Regions from separate parts of the Triticum aestivum genome. Here region 2 is linked to region 1. Evidence: chromatin contacts called from public HiCAR-type data. All regions are on one chromosome and are shown on one strand. The core of a region is the stretch at or near the end of the contact, and the rest is flanking DNA. Distances in the headings are between cores, read along the strand shown.

What was found. HiCAR-type assays count read pairs that join an accessible place to other places.
Region 2: a contact with region 1 is called in a HiCAR-type map of leaf, with 5 times the contacts expected there. The contact joins the promoter of LOC123109698 here to the promoter of LOC100049024 in region 1. A contact is called at or near these places in 1 of 5 Hi-C or Micro-C datasets (leaf) and 1 of 1 datasets of contacts at active chromatin or transcription factors (leaf).

Annotation. Positions count from the first base shown.
Region 1 is chr1B:93,460,663-93,463,312 of IWGSC CS RefSeq v2.1, reverse strand. LOC100049024 (probable WRKY transcription factor 26) reads left to right here and starts at 1,307. Exons shown (of 5, transcript XM_044530407.1): 1 at 1,307-1,716; 2 at 1,829-2,017; 3 at 2,230-2,642. The coding sequence starts at 1,429.
Region 2 is chr1B:93,696,870-93,699,519 of IWGSC CS RefSeq v2.1, reverse strand. It overlaps LOC123109698 (nicotianamine aminotransferase 1), which reads right to left and starts at 1,312. Exons shown (of 6, transcript XM_044530408.1): 1 at 623-1,312; 2 at 333-551. The coding sequence starts at 1,261.

The DNA.
Region 1 (2,650 bases), core at 58-2,557:
AGCATTATAATAATGCCTCAAATATTCGTAACTTCAGTTCACTTTGAGCATCATAAATTATCCGGATTTTGTTATCGTATATGGCGATAAATATCTTTATTAAAACTTATTTTTTGGCTACTTGTATATAAATCAGAATGATAGAGCATCTCCAACCGCGTCCGCAGAACGGCTTCCCTAGGCGAATTTTTTTTTGCCGGCGCCGAAAAAACGGCCCAGTCGCGCCCCCAGGAGCCCGTTTTTCGCCGGCTTGGGCCGAAATCAGCGCCGGTGGACCCAGGCCGAACCCGACGCGCCGGGGGACGCTCGGGGGCGCCGGGGCGAGCGTTTTGGCGCGAAACAGACGCGGGCCCGCCGAGTCAGCGAGACGGCCGCTTCGTCGACCTCATCGCCTCAGTTCTCATGGGAATCAATGCTGCCGCGCCGGTCAGCCTCCAATGATGCCTCACGGGCGGCGCAGTTAAAACGCCGCCGACGCGCGTCCGCTTGCATGCGCCACGTGTCCGCCCGCATGCCGCCCCGCCCGCCACCCGCTTCGGCTATAAAAAGGCGCCCTCCCTGCTGGTGAGCGCCACAACCTCTCCTCTCCCTCTCGCGAAAGCTTTCTTCATGCCGACGAGCTCTCCCCCCACTGCCTTCCCCGCCGAGAGCGAAATGACCGAGAGATACCCAGGCGACGGTGCAGTGGCGAACGGCTTCGGCCGCCGACACCTCCAGGAGCCGGATGCGCGTCTTCTCTACGAGGCCGAGTACCCGGAGTACAAGAAAACATCATTAAATTTTGTCTCAGTTACTGTTAATTGCCTTGTATAGATGCAAAATGTATTTTTTATAGTAGCATTGTATAAAGAAATGGAAGGAGTATTAGAAAAGCACATGCCTGTGCAGTTTGTGCTCTACTTGGAATAAAGTATTGCGCAAAGACCAAAGTATCACGGCCTGGGAGCTGCGCACATACTATTACAGCCGGATTTGCACGCGCGAAGAGAGCCGTGGGAACACGCCACGCTCATGCTGTCGCTGGCGATGCACCCACGCCATCTCTTCTTCTCGGAACCTCACTTCCCCGAACCACGCCGCCCTGGCTGACTGGTCAAAGCCGCACGAGGTTTGACCCAGACTCCCTTCGCGGAAGCACTGCAAACCATCACGTTCCCATTTTAGCTGACGTCCACTGACACTCTTACCCCACGTGGTCAGCGACCAGTACACCTCCTCGGGCTTGCTGCTTGCTTGCCGGGAATCAGTACAGCCACAGGTCCACTGCTGTGCTACCGGCATCTACTTAAGGCGCCACCCAGCAACCACTCCTGTCCTCCGTTCACCAATCACACCACCCCTCTCCCAACCCAAGTCTCAATTTCAATATTTAATCTCCCTGCTCCTTCTACTCTCGAAAAAATCTCGCTGCTCCTTCCGTCGATCGCCATGTCCTCCCCCACAGGGAGCTTGGATCACGCAGGGTTCACGTTCACGCCGCCGCCGTTCATCACGTCCTTCACTGAGCTTCTATCAGGGTCTGGCGCCGGCGACGTGGAGGGGTCGCCAAGGGGGTTCAACCGAGGGGGTCGGGCCGGGGTGCCCAAGTTCAAGTCCGCGCAGCCGCCCAGCCTGCCCATCTCGTCGCCAGCGTCGCCCTTCTCCTGCTTCTCCATCCCTGCAGGTCTCAGCCCTGCTGAGCTGCTCCACTCTCCCGTTCTCCTCAACTACTCTCATGTACGCCTCCTCCATCTCGTGTTGCTGATGTGCAAATCATTTTTTTTTGCTAGTTTCGTATGTGCTTATGATCCGTGGTGCTGATTTTAGCTGCCGCCTGTGTTTCCGTCAGATATTGGCGTCTCCGACTACAGGTGCGATCCCTGCGCGGAGATACGACTGGCAGGCGAGCGCCGATCTGAACACCTTTCAGCAGGATGAGGTCGGCCGTGGAGACAGCGGCCTCTTTGGCTTCTCCTTTCACGCAGTGAAGCCCAACGCCACGGTCAACGCTCAAACAAATTACTTACCTTTATTCAAGGTACATAATACTAGTACAAAGATATTCAGTATTATTGTCGAAACTACCCTAGTACATAGGAGTACATATGATGCTTCAACGTCTTAACTTAGTTTAACTGTTACAGCATGCACCGAGGCTGTATGCTAGTATAAATTATGAACTTGTTATGCTTTTTTTTTATCTCTTTGATAATACAGTCGTAGCTCACAAAGACACATATGTTTGTGCAGGAACATCAGCAGCAACAACAACAACAAGTGGTAGAAGTGAGCAACAAGAGCAGCAGCGGCGACAACAACAAGCAGGTTGAGGACGGATACAATTGGAGGAAGTACGGGCAGAAGCAAGTTAAGGGCAGCGAGAACCCGCGGAGCTACTACAAGTGCACCTACAACAATTGCTCCATGAAGAAGAAAGTGGAACGCTCTCTTGCAGACGGCCGCATCACGCAGATTGTCTACAAGGGCGCGCATGATCACCCGAAGCCCCCCTCCACGCGCCGCAACTCCTCCGGCTGTGCGGCGGTCATTGCGGAGGATCATACCAACGGCTCGGAGCACTCTGGCCCGACGCCTGAGAATTCATCCGTCACATTCGGAGACGATGAGGCCGACAATGGCGCTGAGCCTGAGACCAAGCGCCGGTAAGTAA
Region 2 (2,650 bases), core at 63-2,562, 240 kb before region 1:
GAAGCAACGTGTTAGGTTTGAGTTGTTGCATAGAAAAAAGAAGATAAAAGCTGATTGAACTGTGACTTCTTGTGACTCGTGACTTGTGAGTGAGCCTCCACCATTTTTGGACATGTGCGATGCTTATTGTAATATACTATATCACTGCTTCCTCCTTTCAGAATATATGGTATATTTTGACTGAACAAGCCAAAAATTTGACCAACAGTTTGTCCTATCGTATGTCTGTCATGTGACACTAATTTGATCCTTTCTTCTTCTTTTTTTAATGGCTGTGATTTTATATCAGACCAACAAAAAACATCCTAATGTAAGAAGTCGAAGAAAAGAACCTTGGTCCTGCGAAATACACCATTAGGATCGTTGGTCACGATCCATCCAAGCCGCCATCCAGGCACCACCCATCTCTTGGAGATGGATCCCAGGGTGAGCACCGGGGCCACGGAGCCAAACACGCCCATCGGGACGAACCGGTTCTTCCCGAACGTCAGGTGCGCGTACACTTCGTCAGCGATGACGAAGATGCCAAGCTTCCTCGCCGTCTCGGCGACCTGCAACAGTTGGTCAAGCTGAAGATCGTCGGTCGAGGCAGGAAGGATGGGGATTGGAGATCATGGCTTGCCTTGGCGAGATGGTCGTAGCTGTAGACGTTGCCGCAGGGGTTGCCGGGGTTGACGAGGACCATGCCGACGGTGTTCCCGTCGGCGAGGGCCTCCACGGCGTCGAGGTCCGCCTCCCAGTCGCTGTCCGGGAGGAGGTCGAAGTAGCGGACCTCCATGCCGTTGAACGCGGCGCGCGCCTCGTAGAACAGGTACCCGGGCCGCGGGAGCAGGATGTTGCTGGCGCCGGGACGGCCGGCGAGCACGGAGCAGACGATCTCGATCGCCTGGGAGCAGCCGCTCGTGAGGTAGACGTCGTCCGGGGAGAGCTCGTAGGGCAGGTCGAGGGACAGGTGACGCGCGATGGAGCGCCGCGCCGGCTCCAGCCCGACGCCGGTGGGGTAGGAGTTGTGCTCCCCCGAGTGGAGCGCGGCGGAGACGGCTTCCACGGCCTCCGGCGCAGTGCGGAAGCACGGGAATGCCGAAGGGTCGCCGTGCCCGAGCGGGATCACCGGGCGGTCGCTGCCCGGGTCCATCCCGGCCTTGATGCTGCCCAGCACGGAGCGCACCGACAGCGCCGACAGGCCGAGGAGGGCTTCGTCCGGCGCGAAGTTCCACGCATCGGGCGCCGGCGTCAGTTGGCTCATGGTGCCGTTGGACATTGTGGAATGTTGGTTCTGTGGTACGGGACTGGCAAATGCCAATGCTGCTGAGAGCAATAAGAGAGCTGTATTTTTTTTCCGGGGATAAGAGAGGTGTATTAGGGCATGTACAATGGTGGCATATGGATACATATGCCCCATGACAAAAAGTAATTTGAGGCATCTACATTTATTTTTTCTTCCCAATGCAAGCTACCATTAGTGTGACTCATTAAAAAAATAAAAAATAAAGACTCTAGTACACATGCATCTCTACTTTCCACTCCACCTATTCAGCTTTTGTCACCGGACCATATTTTTTCTCTTCAAGCACCCGCCTCCTGGAGAGGATCCCGCTTCCCTATCCGAACCTACTTTACGTCATATTCGATTCTACATGGTATGTGAGGCATCACCTTGCCGCTATGCATTGGACATGCCCTTAGGCATGATGATGATTTAAAGGCACGAAACCTGGAAATGTCTGACAACTCACAAGCATGAGAACCACTCTGGATGGGCGTCAAAGGCTGTGATAAAGGGGTCTGGGTAAGAGTAACTCCAACGCCCCGAGAACGTGCGGTTTCTTTGCCTTTTTTGTTGGTTTGGGTCGGTTAAGAGCTCTGTCGGCCAACCGCCCGACGTAATTTTTGTCAGCATGTAAAGAAAAAAATTAAACTAAATATATTTGCTATTCAATTTGTAATTCACATCTAGATGTCTTTTAAAAATGTCATATTTAAACTCCCACAAATATATAATGCAGCAACAAAAAAAAAACTAGAAAAAAAAGACCAGAAACATAATGGACATCAGTTTAGATGTGACATGACATCTAGATGTGTCCTAGACAAATCTTTTTACTATTTCACGATGTGAAACAGTTACATCACATCTAACTTTCTAATCACATAATATAAACATCAGACTCGTATTCTTTGGTCAATTTTTTTATCGTTTAGTGTTGTTGCTATACGTGTCGCTCGCACGAGGAGGCCATGTCGTGGCGTGTAGGTTGTTCTTTCTTTTTTCGCAGCCTCGTGGGCTACCTCAGCGTGGGCTGCAGCCAAGGGTGATCTTTTTCTTTTTTTTCCTTTTCCCTTTTTTCTTTTTCATTTTTCTTCTTTTCCGTTTATTTTATTTCAAATGTGTAAACTTTTAAATTCTGGAATTTTTTTTATTTTTATTTTTCTTTTCTCTTTTCAATTGTTACCTCACACCTCAATTATAGGTCATTTGATTTGTTTGTGCTCTAAATCTCGTGCAACTTTGATTCATCTAGTTCTGTTGTGCGCTCCGTGGTGGTTATTGGGTTGGCTTGCTTTATATTTGGCTGCTGAGAGCAATAAGACGGGGGTTTTGATTTTTAGCCATCATTTACTGTGCATTTTGATAATTTGCCACTCCTTA